2 separate regions of the Sus scrofa genome follow, and region 2 is linked to region 1. A link is a contact called in public Hi-C data. All regions are on one chromosome and are shown on one strand. Each heading gives the region's core, a stretch centred on a gene start, on an enhancer-like site or on the middle of the called end of the contact. The rest is flanking DNA. Distances are from core to core; before and after follow the strand shown. Region 1 has its middle 18 kb from the start of C7. Region 2 overlaps OXCT1 (3-oxoacid CoA-transferase 1).

What was found. A called contact is a pair of places that touch in the nucleus more often than the background predicts.
Region 2: a Hi-C map of alveolar macrophages shows a contact between it and region 1, with 4 times the contacts expected there. The contact joins two enhancer-like sites. A contact is called at or near these places in 14 of 47 Hi-C or Micro-C datasets (alveolar macrophages, brain, embryonic fibroblasts and 9 more) and 1 of 2 datasets of contacts at active chromatin or transcription factors (alveolar macrophages).

What each region holds. Positions count from the first base shown.
Region 1 is chr16:25,825,561-25,832,779 of Sscrofa11.1, forward strand. No RefSeq gene overlaps it. Among named protein-coding and RNA genes, the nearest start is that of C7, 18 kb to the right of the region's middle. Within about 2 kb of position 2,836, at least 1 of the 83 cell types and tissues checked has an H3K27ac peak or open chromatin away from gene starts, as enhancers often do. A contact at or near this core is called in alveolar macrophages, where this site is marked.
Region 2 is chr16:26,617,022-26,624,240 of Sscrofa11.1, forward strand. It overlaps OXCT1 (3-oxoacid CoA-transferase 1), which reads right to left. Exons shown (of 17, transcript NM_213938.1): 7 at 7,110-7,170. Among named protein-coding and RNA genes, the nearest start is that of OXCT1, 39 kb to the right of the region's middle. Within about 2 kb of position 2,745, at least 12 of the 83 cell types and tissues checked have an H3K27ac peak or open chromatin away from gene starts, as enhancers often do. A contact at or near this core is called in alveolar macrophages, where this site is marked.

The DNA.
Region 1 (7,219 bases), core at 1,586-4,085:
TTTTATTTAATTATAGTTGGTTTACAACGTTGTGATAATTTCTGCTGCACAACAAAGTAGGCCATTAATTCCAACCTCTTCCAATGACAGTTTTTAAGATTAATGTTAATAGAGGTGTTGGCTAGAAAAGCATTTCCATTGGTGGTGAGAGTATAAATTATCATAGTTCATTTGGGAAGGCAATTTGATTGCATATGTAAAAAATAAAAATAAAATATCTTTAACTTTTGATCCAGTAAATTTACTTTAGAATTCCTCCTACATCCATTCTTTTTTTTTTTTTTTTTTTTTTTTTTTAAATAGCTGTACCTGCAGCATATGGAAATTTCCAGGCCAGAGACTGAGTCAGAGCCACAGCTCTGTGCTGGGCTGGGGATTGAACCCATGCCTCCACATAGACCTGAGCTGCTGCAGTTGGATTCTTTAACCCATTGTTCTACAGTGGGAACTCCCATATATTTTGGTTAATGTATGCAAAGATGTATATACCTTTCAGAAGATGTATAATCTCACATTGTTTATAAAGGACTAGAAAAAAACCCAGAATGCTTAACTAAATGATGCCACTACACATGTGCAATGTGGTTCTACGAAGGTGCTTAAAAATAACGGTATAGGAGTTTCCACAGTGGCTCAGTGGTTAATGCACCTGACTAGTATCCATGAGGACATGGGTTCAACTCCTGGCCTCGCTCAGTGGGTTAAGGATCTGGCATTGCCATGAGTTGTGGTGTAGGTCACAGACGTGGCTCAGATCCCTAGTTGCTGTGGCAGTGGCCTAGGCCAGCGGCTACAGCTCTGATTCGACTCCTAGCCTGGGAAACTCCATATGCTACAGGTGCGGCCCTAAAAAGACAAAATAATAATAATAATAATAATGGTATAGGTCTAAATATTTAGATAATAATACATAACAATAACTGATGTCATGAGCTTTAAAAAAATATTTTGGCCTAGAACTGGAAAATACAAATTAAGTACTCTTTCATATTTTTTTACCAACAGATATTTATGTAGAAAAAGCTACATTTGGCTTTCTGCCACTAGAAGACTGATACACTCATCTTTTAAAAAATGTAACACGAGGCAATAAGATATAATCTAGCTTCATAGCCTATGATAAAATAAATAAAATAAAGATAATTTGAGTGTAAGTTATATTTTGTGGTTTCTACTCAAGAAGAATATAAATTAACAGGAAGAAAAACTGTTAAAAAAAAGTGCTCTGTGAAATTCATACCATGAATCCAAACTTACAGTGCAATGTCTTTTTACTTACCTTTATTATTTAATAACAAAATAGTGACTAGTCACAGTAATCATGTGACTCTTCTATGTGGTGTGTGCTTAGCATGTGAGAAGTCAGTTGATTTTCTATGACTCTGGAATGACAGTGTCAAGGCACAGCAGTAACAGTGCCAGATCCTTAATCACCAGGCCACCAGGGAACTCCTATTTCTTGTCTTTCTGAGAATAGCCAGCCATTCTGACCAGTGTGAGGTGATAGTAGGGTAGTTTTTCTTTCATAACTCATGCTCTCATTTTCTTTTCTTTTTTCTTTTTCTTTTTTCTTTTTGGTCTTTTTAGGGCCATACATGCAGAAGATGGAAGTTCCCAGGCTAGGGGTTGAATCAGAGCTGCAGCTGCCGGCCTACATCACAGCCATAGCAACACAGGATCCGAGCCACTTTGCCCACAGCTCCTGGCAATGCCGGATCCTTATCCCACTGAACGAAGCCAGGGATTGAACCCATATCCTCATGGATCCTAGTCAGGCTTGTTAACCACTGAGCCACTAAGGGAACTCCAATGACTTTTTAATTTTTAAATCCTTTTTTCTTCCAGTTTTATTAAGATATAATTGACATAAGGCACTGTATAATTTAAGATGTACACATGATTATTTGATTTATATATGTTATGAAATGATTATCACAATAAGTGAATATCCATCACTCATATGGATAAAAAATAAAAGAATAAGAAAACATATTTTTTTTCTTGTAATGACAATGCTAGAATTTACTCTCTCTCTCTCTTTTTTTTTTTTGGTCTTTTTAGGGCCACATCCATGGCATATGGAGGTTCCCAGGCTAGGGGTTGAATGGGAGCTACAGCTGCCAGCCTGCGCCACAAACACAGCAACATTAGATCTGAGCCATGTCTGTGGTCTATACACCACAGCTCAAGGCAACGCCAGATCCTTAACCCACTGAGCGAGGCCAGGGATCAAACTTGCAACCTCATGTTTCCTAGTCAGATTCGTTTCTGCTGCGCCACAATGGGAACTCCAAGATTTGCTTTCTTAACAACTTTCAAATATATAATGCTGCATTTTTAACTATAGTCACCATAGAGAAGGTTACATGCCCATGAATTATATTGTAACTGGAACTTTGTACCTTTTTTATCACCTTCACCCATTTCACACACTTCCTACCTCCCACCTCTGGGAACCATCAATTTGTTCTCTGTATTTGCGAGTTGAGTTTTTCAGATTTGACTTTTAAGTGAGAGCAAAACAGTTCTAACTCTCTCTGTCTGACTTATTTCACTTAGCACAATTCCCTCAGGGTCTGTTCATGATGCAAATAGCAGAAAATCCTTTATTGTGGCAGAATAATATTCCCTTGTATATATACTACATTTTCTTCACTATGCATCCATTGGTGGCCAAAAGTTGTTTTCATGTCTGGGCTATTGAAGTAATTCTGCAATGAACATGGGCGTACAGCTACTTTTTTGATATAGTGATTTTGTTTCATAGGCAGAGCAGAAGTGGAATTGCTGGATCATGTGGTCGTTCTATTTCTTAATCTTTTGAGGAACCTCCATGCTGTTTCCAAAGTGACTAAACCAATTTGCACTCCCATCAAAGTGCACCAGGGTTCCCTTTTCTCTGCATTCTCACTGACACTTGTCTCTTGTGTTTTTGATGATAGCCATTCCAAGAGGGAGAATTTACTCTTTTAACAACTTTCATATACAACATACAGCCGTTAGTTATATTAATCATATTGTACATCACACCTCTGGTATTTATTTATCTTATATCTGGAAGTTTGCAGCTTTTTTCTTTTTATGGCCACAGCTGTGGCATATGGAAAGTCCCAGGCTAGGGGTTAAATTGGAGCTGCAGCTGAGGCCTGCGCCACAGCTGCTGCAATGCCAGATCTAAGCAGCATCTATAACCTGTGCCACAGCTTGAACCCACTGGATCCAGCAATGCGGGATCCTTAACCCACCGAGTGAGGCCAGGAATTGAACCTCCATCCTCAAGGATTCTATGTTGTGTTCTTAACCTGCTGAGCCACAATGGAACTCCTAGACGTTTGTAGCTTTTGACCCCTTCACCCAATTCCTCTTCCCCTCATCCCCTGACTATGTAACCATAAATCTGAGCTTTTTCTATGATTTAGTTTGTTTTTGAAGTATAATTGACCTGCAACATTATGTTATTTCTGGTGTACAATGTAGTGATTTGATCTTCTATACATTTCAAAATCATCACCATGGTAAGTCTAGTAACCATCTGTCACCATACAAAGATAGCAGCTGACCTGTTTAGTCATGACCATGGGGTGGCCTGGAGGAGGGGAAGGCAAGGCCAGAGTGGGAGATTTGAGACTTAGGAGTGTTGGGACTGGCTCAGCCCTGCCACAGACTGGGAGGCTAATATGCTGCTTAATTTCTTTCTTGTATCTTTTCCTTACCCTTCTTTTCTCTTTCCCTCACATAGTCAGTCTCTTTTCATGAAGGATTTTAAGTTTCCCAGCCTGGAGGGGGGATGTTTTGAAGCAAAGGATAAATTGTTAAAGCTGTAATTTCAGGCTTCATGAAGAAATATTGGGGTTAAGGATATCTGGAAAATATGCCTGAAAATTGAAATGGAATTTTGTTTGGTTGAAAGAGAAGTGGAAAAAGAGGAGGCAGATGACAGAGGCTGGGACACATGGAAAAGTCTTTACAATGACCTAGCATTGCCATTAATTCATGAGAAACTCTGCTTTAAGGCATTGAATCTGTCCTAGAAGAATGAGGCTCAATACTCCTTTTATTATCTGGGAGCTTAAATTATCAGTGGCATTTCCCCCCATTTGGTTTGAAAAACTTCTCTCATATAGAATATAAAATGCTTTCAAAATTCAGTTTTATTTATGGGTGGCATATTTTTTATACTCTTGATGAAGAAACTTGGGGTGAATGGAGGGTCAATTTTATCTTTTTTTTTTTTTTTTAACCAAAATGTCACATCACTCAGCAGAGTGCTTTGTTGTTATGAGAGTGAAAAAAATTTCCTCCAGCACAAGGTGTGGGGACATCAGATTAGAAAGAATAATAAGCTTTCTTCTTGAAATAGGCCTAATCAATATACTGAATTATACTTTATTAGGGCATTCATCAATAATATATCAAACACTAGGTGCATCTTTCCCTGAGAGAGTTAGAAACTCTCTGTAGAGCTGAACCCTCAGATCTGGGGTTGTGTCTATGCATGTCACACGCAGAGCATCATTGGGCCTCGGAAATGTACACTTAAATATCTCTGCTGGAGCAAGGTCACCTAATCACTCCACTGTGAAGTGCTTAATTGTAAAGTGGGTGGGGATGTGATCTCACTAAGTGCAGTGTTGTTTTCTAGCAGAGTTTTTAGGATAATGAAGGCTGGCTCCTCAGGTTCTAACTGTGAGTGAATGAGATGGAATTTGGTCACACCAAATCAGTCAACAAGTTCTGGAAAACAAACATCCGAGTGATACACCCCTTCTTTCTGTTCTACTGTCAAAGTAGAGCCATGCCTCCATATTCTTTGCTCCCTATCTCCTGACGCAGAAGAAACTAATGTCACATTGTTGGTATCTCCCTGGTAATTATTAAGCAGATTCCTTTTGGGCTGAGTGTTTATAAGTTGACTTGATTTTTTCAGGAAGTTTTCCACCTAAACTGTGTATTGGTGGAATATGGGTTTTTTTTTTTTTTTTTTTTTTGCCATTTCTTGGGCTGCTCCCGTGGCATATGGAGGTTCCCAGGCTAGGGGTCAAATCGGAGCTATAGCTTCCGACCTACACCAGAGCCACAGCAATGCAGGATCCGAGCCTCATCTTCGACCTACACCACAGATACAGCAATGCCGGATCCTTAACCCACTGAGCAAGGCCAGGGATCGAACCTGCAACCTCATGGTTCCTAGTCACATTCGTTAACCACTGAGCCACAATGGGAACTCCTTGTTTTTTTTTTTACTGGCTGCTTGTGTGGCATATGAAACTTCTCAGGCTAGGGGTCGAATTAGAGCTGCAGCTGCAGGCCTATGGCATAGCAACACTGGGTCCCAGCTGCATCTGTGACCTAGGCTGCATCTTAACCCACTGAGCAAGGCCAGGGATCAAACCCACATCCTCACAGTGAAAATGTCAGATACTTGATGTACTTTCAGAGCCACAACAGAAGCCTGCTGAGTCACAAAGGGAAGTCCTGGAGGAATGTCTTTGGCTAAACTGTTTTGTAAAAAATTTTCTTGGCTCACATTTGTTTATGCATATATTTTATTTATTTATTTAATTTTATTTTTTTAGGGCCGCACTGGCGGCATATGGAGGCTCCCAGGCTAGGGATCCAATCGGAGCTACAGCTGCCAGCCTACACCATACCCACAGCAATGCAGGATCAGAGCTGCGTCTGCGACCTACACCACAGCTCACAGCAACACTGGATCCTAACCCACTGAGGGAGGCTAGGGGTTGAACCCACAACCTTATGGTTCCTAGTCGGATTAGTTTCCACGCACCATAACGGGAACTCCTATGCATATATTTTAAGAACTCACTTGTTGCGAAGTTCCCTGGTGGTGTCTAATTTCCCTAGGCAGTGGTTAGGACTTGCCTGTTTCACCCCTGCAGCCCTGGTTCCTTCCCTATTCTGGGAACTTAGACCCCATATCAAGCTGTAGTACAATGTGGCCAAATTAAAACAAACAAACAAAAAAAATAAAAAAACCAACCCTTCAATTGTTTCCCACGAGTGGAGAGGTGTGCTGCAGTGTGTACTTTATATAATCTCAAATTTCATCCACCCTATAAAGAAGGTTTCATTATTCTTCAAGAAAGAAAATTGGGGCTTAAAAGGATAAAACTTAGCAATTAGAAAAGCCTACATTTGAGACAAGATTGTCTGATGCTCTTTCTGACAAACCACATTTTCTCCCAAGAAGCAGGCCCATACTAGCAGAAGCTAAAGAAGGAGCAAGACAAGAGTGAAATGAGTTTCTTCCTTTTTAATTGTTCCGTAAAATATAGAATGTGATTAGCTTGTACAAATGATAGTATGTGTCGTGCTTTCTACTTTACAAAACACATTCACATCTGTTAACTCATCTGATCTTCATAACTCTGTGAGGCGGCCTGGCAGCTATTGTTAAGATTCTTATTTCTCAGATGGGGGAAAGCTAAGGCTGCAGCCAGCATAGCATCACCTCTGCTGTTCTCAGTTGGCCAAGGCAGTCATCGCCCAGTGCAGCTTCAAGAGGAGGGGAAATAAGTCCCATCTCTCAATAGGCGGATGTCAAAGTAGTGACATCTTTCATCTGCTACAATGGCTTTGGTACTTAGTCTCAGTTTCTTCTGTAAGATGCAGATAACACATCTAAGGGTTGTAGTAGATGCTTATACAGTGACGATTATTATCAGTAACCAATGGGAAAATCATTTGATTCATTTTTAAGAAAAGAACAATTGTTCATAATAATACGGCTATATGGAAAGACAAAGACAACCAACAAAAGTAAAAAGGCAAGGCTTAAGTAAGCATTTGCTGTGGAGTCTTAAAAATACTACCATCTAATTTACAGGTTGATGTTTTTCCCTTTTAAGGCTAATGTTGAAAAGGTTTTTACAGAGTTCCTGTTGTGGATCAGCAGGTTACGAACCCAACTAGTATCCATGCATGTTTGATCCCTGGTCTCACTCAGTGGATTAAGGATTTGGTGTTGCTGCAAGCTGCGGTGTAGGTCTCAGACAGAGCTCTGATCCCATGTTGCTGTGGTGTAGGCTGGCAGCTGCAGCTCGGATTCAACCCCTAGCCTGGGAACTTCCATATGCTACAGGTGTGGGCCTAAAAAAAAAAAGGCTTTTACTATACACCAAACACTCTTACATTCTGACATCTATTAACTTGTTTAGTGCTCACAACAATCCCGTAAAGTAATAAGATTATTGTCATT
Region 2 (7,219 bases), core at 1,495-3,994, 790 kb after region 1:
TATTCTTTTTACTGTCTCTTGGGAAAATATGAGTTTCTCTATAATATCAAAAGGAAGTTGGAGTTCCCATTGTGGCTCAGTGGTTAATGAATCCGACTAGGAACCATGAGGTTGAGGGTTCCGTCTCTGCCCTTGCTCAGTGGGTTAAGGATCTGGCGTTGCCGTGAGCTGTGGTGTAGGTTGCAGACGCGGCTCGGGGCTCGGATTCCGCGTTGCTGTGGCTCTGGCGTAGGACGGCAGCTACAGCTCTGATTTGACCCTGAGCCTGGGAACCTCCACACGCCACGGGAGCAGCCCCAGAAAAGGCAAAAAAGACAAAAGGGGGGGGGGCAGTAGCAATCTAAGATTAAGAATAAAAGCAATTTAAGATTAAAGGAATTATGTTTATCTCTTGGGCAGGTTCATTTTTTCTAAAGCAGGACAGAAGACAACCAGTCTCGAAAACACCGTACACTAATTGTGCTGCTTGATAGAGAACAAATGTTCACAGGATCCACTGAATTAAGTTGAGTGGTTAAAACCCATTGTGTTCCCACCTTCCAGTGTAAAGTGAGCTAATTACCAGTTTGATTACCTCAGCAAAGGTAATTCATGAGATTACAACACAGTTCTCCAAACAGAGTCAAAGAGCCCCAAAAGCCAGGAGATGCCAATCCCCATATCACATTCTCCATTCACCTCGGAGTTTTAAAGTCACATTTAGGCCTAATCACCTTGGGGACTATTACAAAGTGAATTAAAAGTAGAGATCATTCTTCACACAGGCTTAGAGGAGGATATTGCCATTACTTGTCAAGACATTGACCCTCACGCCTGACTCCCTGGCCCACCGCCTTGCACTGCAGAAAGGGGAGCTTGTCCTCCCCAGCCTTCAAGCCCACCAGGAAAGCACCACCTGGGCCTTCCACCTGCTCCTCCTTCCACCCAGCCTGTCCCCCTCAGGAAGCTGCAGAGCCAGTGTCCTTACTTGTCAAGGTCTCTACTCAAAAGTCATCTCAGTGAGGCCTCTTGTTACTGACCACGCCATCACAAATTTCAGTTTCTCCCTTTTTTTTTTTTTTTTTTTTGCTTTTTAGGGCTGCACCCGAGGCATATGGAAGTTCCCAGGCTGGGAATCCAATTGGAGCTGTAGTCACCAGCCTACACCACAGCCACAGCAAGGAGGGATCCAAACCACATCTGCGACCTACACCACAGCTTACGCTGGGCAGTGCTGGATCCCCGACTCACTTAATGAGGCCAGGGATCGAACTCACATCCTCAGGGATACTAGTCGGATTCATTTCCCCTGCACCACAATGGGAACTTCTCAGTTTCTCCTTTTGATATTTCAAATCCTTTTCCGTGTTTTATCTCAACATTTATTAATATACAATATGCTATGTATTTCACTTATTGTGCCTACTGTCTTATATTGAGCATCCTAATGTAGGCTCCTGAGGGATATCATTGTTTCAATTATAATATTGTATAATATTGTTTCAAAATAACACAAGAAGATATGAAGCAGGAGTGATCATGACAATAGTCACGGGAGATGGGCTCATTAACTCCTCTGTTTACTAATGTCTATGTCCATTATCCTTCACAATAAACATTAAAGACAAAATTTGTTAATATTATTTAATCTGTGGTCTTCGCCTTTCCTCATCCACCAATCAGAAACAATACATGTTTCCTTGGCAGGATGGCAGATGTACCCCTAATCTTTTCCTCTAGTTAACTTCCTAAGGAGATAGGGCATATGCCAGGCCCCAGGACGGAACACAGAAGTCACAGTTCCCAATGCTGTCTCTTCCAAACAAAAAATCTTGGGCTGTCACCTTGGAAAATCATTTTCCCTATGGACATATTCCTTATGACTTTGAAAAGGATTGATAGCCACAATATTCCTGATAGTGGCTCTTTCTGAAGGAAAGGCAGGCAGATGAAAATGAGAATAAGCAGACCTCTAATCCTTACCTTACGTGGGCTCACAGGTGTTCCATTTATGATTGTGTATCATAACCCACACAGGTTTCATGTATATAATACTTGTATGCATCAAATATCATGTAATATAAATTATTCATCAGCAAATATATAAATAATATAAACCATAATATAAACTTAACAAAAATAACTTAATTGAAGTCGTGATAATGAATATATTTGTTTTAACGAAAAGCTGAAGTGAGCAAAAATAACTGAAGAGGTCTTGTGTAAACCTTGCCATCTTCTAACACCACCCAGGTCACATGCCTGACAAAACCAGCTGGGTTATTTTGGTCACAGGCAGCCTCACCAGCCTTCGGTGGCTGAGTCAGATGACCTTTCCTGACAGCACAGGCATGCCAGGCTGCTTGCAGGAGACAGAGCATCAACAGTCTCCTGAGTGAAGTGCTCCTGCCCCTCCCCCTGGGTTTCCTATTATAAATTGCTTTTTTAAAAATGTAGAGAGGAGACAAGGCACTTCCCAGAGAAACCCAGGCTGGTGGAATATGCACCCAGGAGACTAGCTGAGGGGCTTACAGAAAGTTGAAGGTTTAAAAAAACCCCACAAAAGCCAAAGGTGTTCCACTCAAAAGACACCATAGTCCTGCTACTCTGTATACACATGGACTGCAATGTCAGGAGTTGATCCCTGGCTGGTTTTGCAGTTAAACTTGTAAGGTTTGTCAGGGAAGACTTCACCCACTCAAAGAGGAGTCCAGAAATAACACTGTCCGGCCTAAAAAGAGAAATGTCTTTCTGGCATATGTGCCAATACGTGCACCCACTTGCACAATTTTCCCCAGAGACTACCCCTAGTTCCTTAAGAGAGGGGGACAGAGACAGCCAGCATTCACCATGTCACAACTTTGTAGTGAAATATGCAAATGGATGCAGGTTTTAAGAAATGCAAATGCAATATTCATAACAGTTTTGTTAAAGAGGAAAACAGGCATAATCAATCACCTCTTTGGTTTTCCACAACTCATAAGTTTGTTTAGAACACATCTGAAGGCAAAACCTTTCCCAAAAGGAAGAATGTCCCACTTTTAGAGAAACCAGAAATAATTCATGTCAAGGGCAAATGTGATAGTCTCTTCAATTAAAGGCAAACACACCAGTTTACTTCCTGCCAATTAGAGGAGAAATCATGAAAAAGCAAGAGATGGAGTTCCCATCGTGGCTCAGTGGAAGCAAATCTGACTAGCATCCATGAGGACACAGGTTTGATTCCTGGCCTTGTTCAGTGGAATAAGGATCTGGCATGGCCATGTGCTGTGGTATAGGTTGCAGATGTGGCTCAGATCTGGTGTTGCTGCGGCTGTGGTGTAGGCCAGCAGCTACAGCTCCAATTCGACCCCTAGCCTGGGAAACTCCATATATCTCAGGTGAGGCCCTAAAAAGACAAAAAAAAAAAAAAAAAAAAAAAAAAAGCAAGAGACAGCTTGTATGTCCCTTTGCCACCCTGCTTCTAAGTCAAAAAAAAATTTAAGACATCTAAGGAAATGATCATTAATATTTTACATATGTTTAGTTCTATCCCCTTCCCCCTTAAAACTCAAGTTATAGGAGGTAAACAGAGAGAAAGGTTGAAAAGGTGCAGCAGCAAGGAGTGGAGTGGAGCTCTAGAAGATAGGTTCTAACCCAGATCCAATTGCTGAAAAGTCCTCCATGTCCTCATCTATAAGAGAAAGGAGATGAGCTAAGACTTCTAAAAAAAAGTCTTTGTTAGAAATGTAGGGTGTAGTCACCGTTATAGCTCCCACTGCTTAAGATACTGCAGCGCTAGAATAGATGTTCAATCACCATGTTCAGGGTTAAGAAAAGCTGCACAGTTCAGAGGCTACACAATAGAATGAACAGAGTCTAAAAAGAAGACTGAATGAATCCACAGGGCTATTGATTACAGAAGGATGCTCTTCTCAATGCCGTCTTGGAGGCAGATGGTAGTGGAGGCAAAAAGACAAGTAGAAAAACTTGCCAGGAAGGCTAGGTTTAGAGGAATATTTTGACCTCAAACTCCCTATCTGCTTGAGTCTAATGTTTAACATTGAAACTGACTACTTCTGGAGATTTAACACCTTTCAAGATTTTGAAACATCATCCATTCTTGATGATTTGAGAGTATTTCATAAAATACTGGAAAAGGGCAGACATCCTGGAATCCATCTTTCTACGGTTCTATCCTAGCTCCACCAACGTGTATGACATCAGGTATATAACCTAAGTTCTCTGTGCTTTAAAGTCCTCAATATAATATAAGGATAACAGGAGTTCCCATTGTGGATCAGCAGTAACAAACCTGACCAGTATCCATGAGAATGCAGGTTCGAACCCTGGCCCCTCTCAGTGACTTAAGGATCTGGTGTGGCCATGAGTTGTGGTGTAGGTTGCAGATCCAGCTCGGATCCAGCATTGCTGTGGCTGTGCTGTAGGCTGGCAGCTGCAGCTCCAATTCCACCCCTGGCCTGGGAACTTCCATATGCCATGAGTGCAGCCCTAAAAAGACAAAAAAATAAAAAATAATAATAATAAAATCCATAAAATGACAGCAGTGACTAATACATAATAAATAATAGTAGCTATTGATATTAATATTTAACAGGTAGGAAAATATGCAGGTAATTTATACTCTCTGAATATTTCTCTTAAACTAGCTCACAATCATCCATCTCACAAGGACCACCATAAAATAAAGCAGGACAGGGCTAAAGGAAAAGAATGACAGAGTCCTGAAGGCCAATGTAGATAACTAAGTGCATGGAAGAGGAGCTAGAGATCTGAGGTGCTCATTAGACTCAAAATAATACAAAACTCACAGTCCAGATACATTTTTCGTATCAGAAAATACTTAATCTACTCATCATCCCAATTCCAAATTATTTTCTACTTCCAAGAGCACAGATCTTATAATCCACCCTATGGGCATGTGGACCTCTTTACTAAGAGTATGCAGAGGGGGCAGGTTTACAAGTAATCTATTGTCAAAACAGTTGTTTCACTTATATTCCTCAACTAGAATGACAATTAAGATTTCATCTTGCTCCTTCTAATGACGCTCTGTCCAATTAAACTTTCTACAGTGTGATAAGGTTCTTTATGTTGATCAATACAGTAGTCACCAGCATATGGAGCTGTGGAAGAGAAAATGACTTCTTAACTTTACTTAATTCTACTTAATTTAAATTGTAATAGTCCCATGTGGCTGGTGGCTACCATATTAGACAACGCAGGTATCATCAATTGGGAGGCACCATCGGCAGTACTGCATTGTCAGGGATCCTGATGTAGGTCTGGCCTAATGGGATAGAGTGCTGTGAACCAGAGCTGTCTGTTCTTGGGCACAGAAGGGCAGCCTTTATTATGTTGGCAGGCTCAGCGAAAGGCTTTCATCTGCCTTACCCTTAGGCCAAAAGAGGACCTCTCTTTGCTAACAGCTACGCTACTTTTCAGACCATAAACAGTCACTTTCTGCTTTTGGAAGAGATAAGATTGGCTGAAAAGAACCAGATTATAAAAGGGGGGAAAAAAAAAAAGAACTTCATCCAGGACAATTCATATTACCCAGAGAAAAAAATACTGGTTTGTGGCAGTTTTACAGAAGTACGTAAAATCAATAGAGGGTATTAAACTACCACTTATTTTAAGCCTTCTCTTCAGTGATGTCAAATATATGCAATGGACAGGTCATGATTTGATTAAAAAAAAAAAAAGATTGCATGGAGAGATTAAACCATATTATCCATTTTAAATGCAGAAAACATACTGAAGCCATTGCAAAGGACACCACCAGGCCAGGGTTGAAAGTACCACACCCGCCAACACTTTAAAAATAATACACTACACTTTCTAAGAAGCAAAATTCTAACATTTGATTATTTAAAAAATAGAGCAGCACTGCCTCCATGAAATCCCGTCTTGGCCAAGCATATGGAGGAATCAAAAGATGCCAGAAATACTACTACCATCACAAGAAAAATCAAAAACATGTAGTCTCAGACTTCTCTGGTGGCTCAGCAGGTTAAGGATCCAGTGTTGTCACTGCTGTGGCTCGGGTTGCTGCTGTGGCGAAGGTGTGATTTCTGGCCAAGGAACCTCCACATGCCAAAAAAAAAAAGGAACATGGTAGTCTTATTTCCAAATCCTAAGGGGGGTTCCTATAAAGCCCTCCCATGGGAAAGCTATCACAAAAGCCCAAGAAAATCTGGTCCCAAAGTGATCCTCAAAGCCTCAAGATAAGTATCATTTTGAACTCTTCTTTTAAGTTCAAATACGTATAAACAAAATGACAAGGTTCTGGTAAAAAACACCTATTTCTGTCCCAGAGCTTTAAAGTTCAAGGGAAGGTTCTAGAATTATTCAAGTCTCTCCCAAACCCTGAAATGAATGACCAAAGGAGAGTCAGTTTGTGTCTTAATTCAACTCTTCTAAATAGAACCACATCAAAGCAATGACTGGTGCCACATTAGGGGATCCACGGTATCTAACACAGTGAGATAAAGAAAACTTCTAATACAACTTACTATCTTCCTGGGATTCTGTATATGAAAAATCAACTTGTGACTTTACCCAAGAAGGTCCATTTTCACTCAAGTACCAAAGGACTTTTATGAGCTGGTCAGCCTCAAAGCTTGATTCACAAAGATAGCATTCTAGTAAGACCCTAGCTAACCAGAAAGTGTATGTTTCCACAACACTTCAACTATAATACATTTATTTATTTATTTATTTATTTATTTTTGTCTTTTCTAGGGCCGCTCCTGTGGCATATGGAGATTCCCAGGCTAGGGGTCTAATAGGAGCTGTAGCTGCTGGCCTATGCCACAGCCACAGCAACGAGGAATCTGAGCCACGTCTGCAACCTACACCACAGCTCACGGCAATGCCAGATCCTTAACCCACTGAGCAAGGCCAGGAATCGAACCCTCAACCTCATGGTTCCTAGTCGAATTCGCTAACCACTTAGTCACGACGGGAACTCCATATAATACATTTAAATACAATCCTTCGACATCCAAAATGAAAATGTGGTTATAGTTTGTCCTGAAAACAAATGAACTGTGTTTTCTTGAACTAATACATAGCATCAAGTTTAAAATTCAACATCTGGAAATCAGAAGTAAGACCTCTTCTCTTACCTCCACCACTGTGGTTTCTGCAGCTTTGCACATCGGCAGGTTGAAATTTCTTGCACTTTTCCTACATTAGGGGGTTAGGGAATAAGGAAGTGGGGAAAGAAGGCCAAAAA